Linked DNA regions of Rattus norvegicus: region 2 is linked to region 1. A link is a contact called in public Hi-C data. All regions are on one chromosome and are shown on one strand. Each heading gives the region's core, a stretch centred on a gene start, on an enhancer-like site or on the middle of the called end of the contact. The rest is flanking DNA. Distances are from core to core; before and after follow the strand shown. Region 1 overlaps 1700020N01Rikl (RIKEN cDNA 1700020N01 gene like). Region 2 overlaps 1700020N01Rikl (RIKEN cDNA 1700020N01 gene like).

Region 1 (6,975 bases), core at 1,057-3,556:
GTACAAGCAGAGGCCGGCATTGTCCCAGAGAAACTGACAGGGGGACAAACCATTCCTTTTAAACTCCATAGAAAAGTTTTCCCAAGTGTATGTACAAAATTAGTGTATAAATTTAAATACTGCAAATTGAAATAATGTATTAAGATATGTGTATACAGTTAAATAGCTAGAAATAAATTTATGAAAACTTTCTCTAAATCTCTCTAGTAAATTGGTAAATAAATTTTCCTTCATCTATTTAGATATTTAGCAAGTTGTCTGAATAAATTAAGATTAATTTGTGACCTGGAGTCTGCTGTCAAGACAGATAGAAGCATGTTAGAAGGGCCACTTGTCAGAAAAAAGGAACTGCAATGTAAGCCACTAGTGTTAGAGAAATCACAGAACCATCTGGAAGAGGGTTTAAGTTAGATGTGAAATACAGGTAGGGCCCAGGAAAATGTTATATATTGAAAAGCAAGAGCTTTGTTCACAAATAGGTAGGAAAGATTGTTGGTGGGAAATGTCAGTGGGTACCATGACAACAGTCCCACTGAAGCATCCTATAGTAATAGATATATAAACATATGCCATGTACTATACCATAAACGTGTGCCATATAATAACATAAACGTACACCGTGTAATAACATAAACATATACTCTGTAATAACATAAACACATAATGTGCAATAAATCCACATAGACTTTCATATTCATTGAATCAAGTAGGAAGAAAAGCTATTTCTGCTATTACAATAATTAGAAAATTTGTTATTTCAAAAAATTAAACTGTCCTTTTTTGTATTCGTGTCATTCAGGTCACTGGGGAGTGAAAATGAAGTCAGGTGTTAGGGTGGTTCCGGATGGGACAGAAGTCCCGAGAGAGGTCAGGCTGCGGTTCTGGGTAGTTCCGTGTGCTCTTGGGTCTCAGCGGAGGTAGAGAGTCTCACTTTTCTCCCAGCCTGTCATCATCTGAACATGAAGTTCTTGGCTCCTGGAGCAGCAGACCGATTAACAGAAACTCATGTGACCCACGGGGGATTTTTAATTACAGTTGGTTTGGTAACATTTACACAGCTGAAGGTGTCTGGTTCGTTACGAACCCCCGAAGAACCTGAAGGTGTGCCAGACTCGCCTTCGGCCTGTGAAAGATAGGCAGGTCATCTGATCAAAATAGACATGATGACAAGCCCTCAGATCTATTTCATCTGGGGACAGTCTCCTCAGGTTCCGCAATGACACCAAAATAAACTGCTCTCAGTTGAGAGGAACCAATACATCCATGGTGTAAAAATCTACAGAAACATAGCTGCACAGCCTCCACTGTACCCGGACTCCGGTTTGCAACAGGGTGAAACAGAAAATCCTTCCTGATCTTAAGTCTCAAACCACCACAGACTGGGAGTGAGGATAAAAATCAACCCTTCCTAACGAGCAGGTTTCAGTCTGTGGTACTTAGCAGGCAACCCTAACGTTAACAAGCTTAGTTCCAGGAAGCGCCTTCTGGACCAAGAGATAAGACTGCTCTTCCCCCGCAAATCGCATTTTCTCAAATATTTCTTTTTCCAAAGCCGAGGTGTAAGCCTTCTAATAGAATTATGCAAATTCTGTCCTAAACTCTGAATGTTTTAAGAAGGAAAGATCACTTTGAAGCGTCACGAATATGCAGGCCTCACATTGCAAAAGGAAACTGGGGACTGCAGTCGGTGATGGAGACCGGGATGATAGCCCGGGCAGGACTTCCTGCATCTCTGAGGTTATTTTTGCACAAGCACCTCCTGCCTCTGAAGGTCAGTCTGAATAGAAACGCTGACTGGCCATTAGGGGATTATCTGCTTGGCAGAGCAGAGCCCAGCTCCAATGCTTCTTGCCCCTGATTTGAACTGGCTGCTGGAACGCCAACGTCCCGGCACAAGACCGGATGGTGGACCTGGACAGCCAAGCAGAACTTGTAGCCTAAAAACAGATATGGCTGCTTGGGAAATCATAGTCTGCGTTCCGGTTTTCCTTTCAAACGATGAGAGGCATTTTCTTTTAAGTGATCGGGAAAGATGGCGACAAAGACCGCGCCCAGTCTAATAAGTGCTCAGCATTGCAAACTGGGTTAAGATGCCTTTGAAAAATGTCCACACATGGAAGATAGGTCAGATATACTATGGAAAAGCACACAAATTGTTCTCACGCTTTGATTCTTGACCCTTTCACACGTGCATCAACAAAAGCATTCATTTTAAATAGTGTGTGCCGCAAAGCACTGTCAGATTGTGAACTCGCACCTAAGTGGTCAATGAAAGCTGTGATCTTATTGGACGAAGACTGGATAGCAACACCAATCAGAACATAGTTTCCTGTCAGAGCGTTCTTGAACTTGACAGACAGAACTAAAGCAGAGGTGTTCCCGGGTGTCCTATGAGCTGGGTTTCTTGTTGGTTTGTTTGCTTCTGTTTTGTTATGGTTTTTGCCTTTCTGGGTGAACAGTGTCTCTTTCTAAAGACAGTGGTTGTACAAAGTAGACTGGTCAGGGGGAGATGGGGTATGATGGGGCAGAGATGCTTGTCAAAGCTTTGTATCCCAGTTGACCTTGACAGTCACTAACTAAGCCTGACTTTTATTGCTGGCATTCTGTCCCTGAAAGACTTCAGGGAAAATACTCCTGTATATTAAATCTATCTCCCCCCCCCCCACCAGAAACCTCCCTGAAAGGCCCAGGTTCCTCCCTCTCAGCCTGTGCCCTCTCTCTCTTGGCACTGCCCTGTCATGTACCTTGGAAGCAGCCACTTGACCAGCAGCTGTGAGGAGTGCAGCTAGCCCTAAACTTGTTTGCTCCCATCCACCAATGCTATGTGCACGCTCAGCTAGCACGGCTGCCAAGAAGCTCAAGTTGGGAACACTAGCTGTCTCAAATATGTGATTCGGATTTCAAAACCGAGTCCTGTGCTCCTGGCACCCACAAGGTTCCCAGAAATTAGGGGCTTTACTGTCATTGTCTTTGCTGCAGGACAGTCTTTTGCAAGTTGCTTGTTACTTACCTGGCCTTAAAATCTGACATCTGGAGGTCATCAGAAAGGGTAGAGTTACTTTCCTGATTTATGTTTTTATTATTGGTCAGTTCCGATCAGAAGACACCTCTCCACAGCCTTGTACCACTTTTGCTCCTGGGAGTTGTCCAGTGTTATTCAGAGGGAGTAACATTGACACAACCAAAAATGGAACCCATTTCTACACTGATTGGGCATGGATGGTACTCTTGTATCAAATATTGCCCCGGTCATAGTTGGTAAGTAATTAACTGGCCTAGGTAAAGTTCAAACATAGCAAGTATCTTTTATTATTATTACTATTATTATTATTATTATTGGATTTTTTTATTTATACTTCAAATGTTATTCCCTTTCCCAGTTTCTGTCCATAAGCCACCTATCCCATCCTCCCTCCCCCTTCTTCTATGAGGGTGTTCCCCCTCCCCAACCAGCCCCCTCTTCCCGCTGCCCCACCCTGATATTCCCCTACTCGGGGTGTGGGGGAGATCCAGCCTTGGCAGGAACAAAGGCTTCTCCTCTCGTTGGTGCCCAACACGGCCATCCTCTGTTACATATGCAGCTGGAGCCATGGGTCTGTCCATGTGTAGTCTTTGGATGGTGGTTTAGTCCCTGGAAGCTCTGGTTGGCTGGTATTGCTGTTCTTATGGGGTCGCAAGTCCCTTCAGCTCCTTCAATCCTTTCTCTAACTCCTCCAATGAGGACCCCGTTCTCAGTTCATTGGTTGGCTACGAGCATTCACCTCTGCATTTGCCATACTCTGGCTGAGCCTCTCCGGAGACAGGAAGGAGATAGCAAGTATCTTACTTTAAGGAAGTATTTTACATGAAATTACAGAAAAAGGAATATGAAAAATCTAAACCAAACCCAGGACACACCTGGCAGATTAATTCTGTCCACAGTGGTAACATACTCTTCACTGACAATAGATTTCTAGGCAGGAAAAAAAGAGTAGTTCTCTGTGAAATAATGGCAAGCTACAAAAGGAAAATAAATATTAAACAAATAGATATTAAAAACAGATCCCCCCATTTTAATCTTTGCTGTTGTTTTCTCCTTGTTTTCTTAAAACAACAAAGTAACAAAGAAACAAAGACTCCCATCAGCATACACACACTGTATGTTCTTCCAAAGACAAAGGAAAATTATTGCCACAGAGTTTCCTCCTAGCATTATATTACAATTCTAAAAACGAATAGCACCACAAGGGAAAAAAAGAGGATGTCACTTTGGCTAGTACACACAGGTATCAGTTTGCAGTCTTGCAAGCTAACTGAGTATCCATTAACCCTGGGTAGACTCCAGAGAAGGGATGTGTAATACCCCATCCAGTTCAAACTGCTTTCACTGTCTGATAGAACACTTAACAGGGAACAGAAAACAAACCTCCTGATTGGCTGCTTTTTCTCAGCATCATTTACAGACGGCAAGACTGTGAAATAAGGTCAAATACCACTCTGGGACAGGACTGTGCCTGGGAGGGGGGAGGAGGGGAGAAATCAATTATAACTATAGATGGGAACTACCATGGGAACGCAGCCATAGGTGGCCACGACTAAATGGATTTCAGTTCCCAGGGCTATGAAACTCAGTATGGTATATTTAGAGTAGCCATAGTAATTATTCTTTGCAACTTGGAATATGCCAGTCTATAGGCTAGAAATATCAAAATGAGCTCCTTCTTTATGAATCCTTCCCAGATTTAATGTAATGCTTTGTTTGTTCCAGACTCTGCTAGTCCTAGACCAGAGCCAAGCTTAGTACCACAGATGGATGTCTACTTAGTCCATTTCGATTCTGTATCCCTAGGAAACCGGCCGATAGCATGCTATAGCTTCTGAAATTATACCTTGCTATTTTATACTCTTTGGACACCAGAGGCGAAATATTTATCTTTTCTTTCAGCAGATAACACGGACCACTAATACCTTGAGGTTTTAGTGGAACTGCTTAAAAGGAGGGGAAACCATCTTCTGTTTCCAAGAGTGACTGGTCAGCGATCAGTTTAACAGCTTATAAGATTATTTTCTTAAGCAGAGGCCAGAACAACTCTGGGATGGAATACATTTTCTGAAACCCCTTTGTGAATGTTCCATCCAATTAAAGAAAACTGGGAAAATATTACTTCAAAGTGCTCAAACATGAAAAGGCAGCTGTTACATACCGGCGAGGGCTGCTTTGTTTCACATAACCCCTCATGCCTGATTCTAATAAGCAATTGATAGAGAAATCTTGTTATTACGGGGAGGAAATGAGGAACACATGGCTGCTTACAAATTGAGATTTTTTTTTTCAAACACTAAGTTCCGGGTTCCTGCATTAGTGGCATATCTGTATTAGACCATGACTCTGTACCAAAAGCAGATTCCTGGGTCCAAACCTGGAGCTTCGGGGTCAGTGGTAAAATCTGTGGTGTGGGAGTCAGAAATGTACAGCTGTGTGTCTGCAGCTTTGGCTATAAAAAAAAAATACTAAACATTGGTGATGCAAACATTCATGAGACCCTAGATTCAACCCCTGATCAATTCGTTAAATTCAATTAATTTGATTAAATAAAATTAAAATAAAACCATATGTGTGAAGATCATATAGGATATTGGTTATCTCTTGACCTCAGCTGCCAGTCCACTGAGACTTGGGTACACAGTTGCCAAATGGAAACCTCTGTGTTTCGATGACGATAAAAGAGACCATTACAATGAGCTCTTAGGAGAAAAAACCATGTCTCTCGTTAGTCGATGGAGTCTTATGCTGAAGTTGAGGTCAGAAATGTTAGAGAAGGTGAACTGCAGAAAAAATTAAGAATATTTATTTTGCATTTGGCAGCTGGACAAGACTTTCTCACTCGTTGTCTAATTGGATCCTTACATTAAGTCCCTGGGAGTTGGATGTGTGGGTTAGGCTAGGCAGATCTGGAAATGGAGGTCTACCATCGTCTGTGCTTATCCAAGGTCAGAGGGAAGGAACAATGGCCCTGCAGCCCACCTTTCTGGAGTCTGCTCCCCATCTACAGATAGCCTCAGGTTTCTTATTTAACATTGATCACCTCTAATGACGTAATCACCAATCACTGGCACAAAGGAACTTCGGGAGAGAGGAGGAAGGATGGATGTTGGACATCACTGCTGTGCCCGGGATAAATTGTGGTTGTATTATGCAAACGTGCTTTGTAAGTTACACAACTGTCTGTGCACGTACTTACTGTGTTCCTGTATTCATGTATTTAACTGTGTTTATGCATTGTGGTCTTTTTCCTGGGCTTAAAGATTTCATAAGGGAAACTTGAAATTTACACAGGGTATCCGGAGAAACGATGGCTAAATATTTAGTTGTGGCTCATAAAATGGATGGAGAAGGAAATCTAAGTAAAAGTAAATTTAAATTTTCGAGAAAACTTGAACTTGATGCAGTTGAATCCCAGGCACAGAGCAGTGACTTGTATTTATGATTATAATGCCTTAGCTTCTCTTCTCACACTTTCTGGTAACTGAACTCACGTGTTCTTGAGATTTTAGGCACCCCAGAGGAACCCCGTGGGTTGACACTGTGTGACGTCTGTGCTGAGCTGACCAGATCTGAAAAGCTTTCATACCCAGAAGCCACCACGGAGGAGGCTCAGGCTCAGGTTCATTTGCCTGGTTCTCGGAGCCTAAACTGGGAACACAGTGCAGCCTGCCTCACCCCTTGCTCAGTCTGTGTCTCCCGGTATTTTCTTCTCTGTGTGCTTAATTTCAAGTTGCTAGCTGTAATCAGATCCCGCCTTGGAAATGTCAGACGTGAGCTGGATGAGGGCAGCCATTGCAACAGCTGTCACAGCAGGTTCTGCTGCTGAGGTGTTAGACACACAGTCGAATTACCAGAGTCCACTCCAGCACACAAACAGGGCCTCAGACACACAGAGATAAAGCTGTGAGTGTTCGATGTAGTCGGCTGCTCCGAATAAAAATTAGGTAGCC
Region 2 (6,564 bases), core at 1,656-4,155, 120 kb before region 1:
TAACAGAATACATCATATGACTTGGTAACTCAGGAGACTCTAGTATTTTGTGGTAGCTTCAGATATGCATGCATTGGTTTTGTGTAATTTCTACCAAATTTACTGTGACAAGAGAACTCCAGACTGCTCTCTTGTTTGGTTTACCCTTTTGAGATTGTGAATCTGTCATAGTGTAAGTTCCATAAGGCTGGAGAGTTGAATGACTCAAAGTGACCCTGGCATGCCACCAGTGGCTGCACAAATACTAGCTGAGTGAATGAAAATGTGCTCTTAAGGTTCATACTTTGCATCTCTCTGGTCAGAAGAAAGTTAGGTTCTGACATAGGCTGTAGTTTTCCCTATCTAAGTGACATCAGGTGACTTGGATGTCGTTTGACTCCAGGGCCTAATTAACTCCCAAATGTCTACCTCTGGGAACAGCAGAGGCTCAGACTCACACTGATGCTGGAAATCAGAGCTTCCAAGACAACCTAGACAGGGAGAGATCACATAAAGCCCAAGCTCCCGAGACAGTCTGTATACAGGTTCCACAAAACTGGGCCTCCGTTGGCTAAATAGACCCCGTAAGAGCAGAGACGACTCTGCCATTAGAAATGATAATGGAGAAACACTGGGGTGAGCTGTGCCTCCATCCCAGTCAGCAGACCACATCCGTGTGTGCCTGCACAGAAGCAGAAAGACACGTGGCTATCAGCAGTGTTTCTGCAGGAAGCCATGGCACCTGGGGTATTTTTATTCTAATTAGCTAATTCATTCATGTTTTTATTTTGGTATTGACCACTCTACCACTAAGCTACACCCTCTGTCACTTGGTCATGAGTAGTATTTTTAAAATTCTTTTCACTTCTTTTTCTATCTATAATTTTTGGGGACCAAAGTAAGATAGCTCTTCAGGTAGAGGAACTTGCCACACCAGCCTACAAGTCTCTGGAACCTACAGTGGACAGAGAACTGGCTTCTAAAAGGTGTCCTCTGTCCCCCCACACCCTCCACCCACACACACACAACAGAGAGGAATAATTAACTTCTAGGTTTATGAACATTATTTCTCCTGTTTCTCATCTTAGATTAAAGCAGTTGTTTCTTCAAGTGAAACATCCACTTGAAAATGTTTGCTAAAAAGAAAGGATAGTACACGTTCCCCAAAACAGAGCAAGACTCTCATTCCAAACGAATTGGGAGCACCAGTCCTGGCAGTCCAGGCAGTCGCTATTTGCTAAAGGATTGGTAGTTGTCATTACCTCAGTGTTATGGGGACAGGGTCCATTTCTGACCATTGTAACAAAGTCTGCCTTGTGGAACTGGCAGGTGTTACAGAGCACCTCTTCCTTAGCTGTGACGTAGGGGAACAGAGCAGCTGTGAATGTCGTAAAAGTTTGAGTAGGAACAGGCACTAGCAAACCACAGTAGGGACTGAGAACACAGATGTCTCAGACTGGGCGAGCAAACCTTCCTCCTCCAAGTGGCTGTCCCAGGACTGGTCTCACATAGTGGGATTGCCCCTACTGTTTGCAGATGTGACTTGACCATCACTCTTAGGGCCTCTGATCATCATTACCTCAATCTCATTACATTCTGGAAAGTTGTGCATGTTGTAAAGTATCATATGGGTCCCAGACAGTGAGACTTAATGGAAAAGGAGAATATAGCTAGGAAGTGTGGTCATTTGTGGTCCTTGCCCAATGGCTGTGTGCAATTAGTGTCTTGAGGGAAACCCATGACACTCATGTGGTCCTGGCACATGGTTAGAGCCCCGGCCTAGCACGTGACATTTCTGCAGTCAGCCTGTGTTAGATGAGTAAGTCTGCAGTGTGGCTGTTCTTACAGGATGGATACAGCTATAGCATTCTGCGCGCAGTCATATTTCTTGTCAGTCTCCTCTGGCCTACTTATTTCCACAGATTAGCTCCATGAAACTGAGCCACCTCTTCAGGCAATCATAATAAAGTCCTAAAGATCTCATTTTTTTTTATCTTTTGAAAGATGCCTAGGGATTTTTATTTCCTGTTACTATTTCCTTAATTCTTTTAATAGAAAAAATAACAAATACAAAAGTGAATGTGAAACACATGCAGGAAAAACTTGCACTTGAACAATCTAGTAACCACACACACACACACACACACACACACACACACACACAGAGAGAGAGAGAGAGAGAGAGAGACAGACAGACAGACAGAGACAGAGACAGAGACACAGAGAGACAGACAGAGACACACAGAGAGAGAGAGACAGAGAGACAGAGACAGACAGACACAGAGAGAGAGAGACAGAGACACAGAGTGAGAGACAGACAGACAGACAGACACACACACACACACAGAGGCTGGGGGTAGAAGTAAACAGCAGAGGTTCAGAGATCTTTTTATTGGGATGGTTTTATAACATCTGAGCTCCCTAAAATCTTCCTCTCTGTGCTCCTGGTCTTTCTCCGAGTGTTTTAGGTAGTGACTACGTAGACAAGTACCTGGAGAAGGTGCTGAAAGGGAGGCATAGACGGACCTGAGCATCATTAGACACCTGCTGTGTGCCAGGCCTTCTGCATTGCGTATTTCTTTTGCTCCACTAAGCTGCCAAGTAGATATTAACACCACTTTGTGGATCAGGCCATGTAGCCAGCAAGAGCAAGAGGCTCCTGTGGAAATGGTAAGTGAATGAGTGCCTGTGCTTGGTCAGCATGCCGCTCTTTCTGTCTTAAACGTCTGAAGTTTTTCGCTGAGCCTATCAGTAGCGCAGAAATAGAAACAGTCTGGGTCTTTTACAGTCTTCTCCTTGGAGGACTGGGTGACTTGGAACGCCAAGGTTAATCATCATTTAACCCACGGAACAGTCTTTCCCTGGCCTCCACCTACGTGGCTATGGCCTCTAGTTTTGAGCAAGTGAACCCTGTAGCTTAAGCAATGCAAGGGCTGTTCTGTCTGAGGCTGCCCAGCTGACTCAACCCTTGTCTGGGTCAGTGTCCTTATTTACTTCTTCCTCTTCTTAGTTTTGGATCCCAGCCCCACTGTCTGTGTCCTTTGTACGAAGAGCAGGTGTCCTTCCACGGTTGCACAGTTCACGACATTTATAGCAAGTCAGCTCATGATGTACAGTACATTTTTTATTGCTCCAGAGATCTGTGGGAACACGGGTTTTGTACATAAAGGTGAAAGATCTATGTGGCAGGAGCCTGGAAAGCTCTGGGCATTTCCTTTAGCCTGTTTTCCTTTGATTCGTGTTCCTTAGCGATGGTCCAGATTTAAATGGTATGTTTATGTTTCATTTAAACTGCACAATCGTTAACATTGTTCCGATGGTATAAAAATTCATTTTAATGAGGTGATGATGTCAGTAATACACTGGGACTATTCATTTATGGCCCTCCTTTCTCAAATGTTTTATCAACTTTAACTTACTCTGGGAGCTAAGAAGGTGCCACTGATAGATTCATTTGGCACCTATAAAAATTGTTCGTTTTTCTTTTTTTAAACATGGTATTACTATGTAGCCCTTGCCGCCCCAGAACTCACTGAATAGACCAGGCTGGTCTTGAAAACACAGATTATCTTCCCTCTGCCTACTACGTGCTAAGGTTGAAAGGCATGTGCCACCGCGTTCAACGGAATTAATCTTTTTAATTCTGGTTTTCAGAGATCTCAGAAAAGGGAACTGGAAGTCTCTAAGGACCAGCTCCCTATTGTGATCTTCCTAAGAGCCATCAGACCAGTCTCTGCCTTGGGACCTGGCCTTGCCAGTGGATAAGGGGGGAATTCTATTTTTCTAGCATATCCATATTTATAGTCAACTGTTAATATGCTTTTATAGCTCTCACCTTACTTAAGAAAACCACATATTTTCCTCATTAATAAAAACTTTTCCTGAAGTATAATTGTATATGTAATATACCATTCCCTTCCAAGATGTTATATGACTTACATTCCCCTGTTGTTGAAATTCAAATTGTTTGCAATTTGTTTTCGCTATTAAAAAGTTAAATATACTCCCTCTATGAATTTTTCAAGATAGTCACCCTGATTAAAATTTTCTGTTATTACAAGCTTATCAAGTGAAATGTCTAAGTATCTTAAGGAGTTTTGCTGAATTCTGGGAAAGGATGACTGTGTCAGTTTTGCTTTCTACAACCTCTTGGTTCCTCCCCCTCCTTGCTTCTGTGTGTGTCTGGTGTAGCCTTCCACCCTGGCACCTGCTCTGTCTTTCCTCAAGACCACGGAACGTACTCTCTTCAGCTTCACTCCGATCACCAACACCTGTATCGTCCTTAGACTCACGTTCCCGGAGTTGAGAGGAAGCTATGGCTCGCCCTGAGCATGCTCCACATCTGTACGGAAAGTCAGATGGTCGCACACGTGAGCTTCATCAGGTTCAGACCCTCATTGACCTTAGCAGCATGCTGGGAGGCGCTTCCTAGAAAAGGTTTCTCCTGCGGGTGATTCCCTCTTCTGTGTGTGGAGTTAGCATTATACCTTTTCCATGCAAGGCATATGGGGAGTTCTTCTATACATATTCAGGATTTATTGGAAATAGTTTTGAGTTTGCTTGTATATTTAAAATGAATAAGTACATTGACCTTACATTTTTGGGATGCCAGTTACATATAAGTATAACATCAATTCATTTCCTTACATTAGATTTTAGTCTGTTCTTTATTGTTGCCTAACTCAAGATTTTCAGATGTTAGCTGTACTGGTAATATAGTGTTCCAGATATATAGCAGGATTTTGGCATCACACTAAGACTACGTCATTTGATTTGGTGTATACACAAAGTTCTGAGCAGTTATATCAGTAATTAATTTTTCCATGCTGACATGGGGAATGTTATTAACTCTCGGAAAACTAGCTTCAGCTAGCTTGTAGACTGACTACAGAGAACAAGGCAAGTAAAAATAAGAAAGTCAAGACACTGGTCCTTACAGGCAAACTTTTTAAGGCATCTCTGGGTGGTCAAATGGTTGCTTCTTTTTCTGAAAAGGTAGTGTTGTTCTATATGGGAGTTCAGTTCACTTAAAACCTTCAGGTTTATCATCCTGGATTTGCCCACTAATGCACGGCTGACTCTCTGCTTGCATTCTGCGTGGCGCTGTATATCATGGGTCTGGGTTAGAACTTGCTCACACTCAACACCACCCACTGGTAACCAGTGGCTGGAACCCAACTGGAAGCTCTTTGTGCCTCGGGTCAGAGCTTTGAAGACTGCAATAGTGCTTGCAGCAAAGCTTTCACAATGGTGAGTACTTCCATTTTTCAAGTATTTACCCAGGCCGCACTCATGACTTGGCCCTACAGTCGTTGGAGGAAGTGTGACAGTCCAACAGACCTTTCGCCAGTAGCGCTTTGGCCTGGAGAGGTAGAGTCTCTTATTCCAGGTCACAGGGCTACAGCTTAGAGAGTAGGGGTTCAAATTCAGGGTCTTTTGTCTTAACATTAGACCTTTCCCTCCAAGGACGCTCCTGTCTTTTAAAGCATCTGTTTATTGTGTTGTTAGGCAGGCACAACGAAGGAAGCCTCAGGGAAAGAAAGGAGCAGCAAACTTGGCCTCTTGGAGCTTCTGGAAATATCTCTGCTGAGGACTGCCAAGCCTTGTCAGGACAGCTGACTCTCCACTTCTCCCCTGAAGAAGGAAAGCCTAAAGACTTGCACATTTCCCTTCCGTTCCACATGTTCCCCTTAGCTGTTCCTGATATATGATGAGTAGAACAAGTAGGAGGAAATGTAGAGAGTAAAGTAACACACAGAGAGCCGTGCTCTAGCACACATGGAAAATAGATCGTCCCGTGGCCACAGCTAGTGCTAGCAAGGACAGTGGAGGAAAGTGGTCTCCTTTCAAATCCAGACACCCTGACCCGAGCTGCTGGAGGTAGTAAGTGGTGCTGGTGGCGGTGAGCGGTGGTAGTGGTGGTGATGTAGCCTGAGTGTCTGGACAGTGGACAAACAGGAGCATATGGATGGCCTGTGTTCTTAAGAACTGATGTTCTTTGAAAGTCTGAGCAAAGTACTCGTTTTATGTTTCTAAATTGTTTACTGCAGAATGTCAAAGATGGTCATAAGTTAATATTTAATTTTAGTCCTAGTCTTTTGAGCACTTGTTCTCAGCAAAGAATGTCTCAGATGCTAGTGTCTCCTAGAGAAGATAGACAGGTTTCAGCATTTCAGACTTCCCTAAGGCGATATCAGCTGAGCATATCCCCTCTGAGATCACTGCTGTTGTATACCTCATTTTCACATGAGGAAACTGAGGCCAGCGTGTTCACTATCAGGAAAGTCATACAGTCAGGATTCAGATCCTTGTGGCTTGCTGCAGTATCCAGGTACTTAAAAGCCAACTGTCCAACACAGAGAGGTAAGCAGCAGTTAGCAAGTTAATTGTTCACTGAGTAAGAAGCTGTGGTCAAGGTCAAAGAAAGGATCCTAACTGAGGCTTTATAAAAAGGCCAGCTCTTCAGCAGTGTTCCAATAACATCATAAAGCTAAAGAAATAAACAGGAAATTGCTTAAGGTCAGGCCTGTGGCTCTGTGAAGCTCTTCACAACATTTGAGATTTGAGGGCTCTTGCCAGGCATCA

What was found. Hi-C and Micro-C count contacts between places; a contact is called where the count stands out from the background.
Region 2: a contact with region 1 is called in a Hi-C map of psoas muscle, with 2.2 times the contacts expected there. The contact joins two enhancer-like sites. A contact is called at or near these places in 3 of 12 Hi-C or Micro-C datasets (frontal cortex, liver and psoas muscle).

The regions. Positions count from the first base shown.
Region 1 is chr1:25,074,527-25,081,501 of GRCr8, reverse strand. It overlaps 1700020N01Rikl (RIKEN cDNA 1700020N01 gene like), which reads left to right. Exons shown (of 8, transcript XR_010062835.1): 8 at 1-198. Among named protein-coding and RNA genes, the nearest start is that of 1700020N01Rikl, 140 kb to the left of the region's middle. Within about 2 kb of position 2,306, at least 10 of the 93 cell types and tissues checked have an H3K27ac peak or open chromatin away from gene starts, as enhancers often do.
Region 2 is chr1:25,192,647-25,199,210 of GRCr8, reverse strand. The region is part of intron 2 of 1700020N01Rikl (RIKEN cDNA 1700020N01 gene like); the gene reads left to right. Among named protein-coding and RNA genes, the nearest start is that of 1700020N01Rikl, 19 kb to the left of the region's middle. Within about 2 kb of position 2,905, at least 25 of the 93 cell types and tissues checked have an H3K27ac peak or open chromatin away from gene starts, as enhancers often do.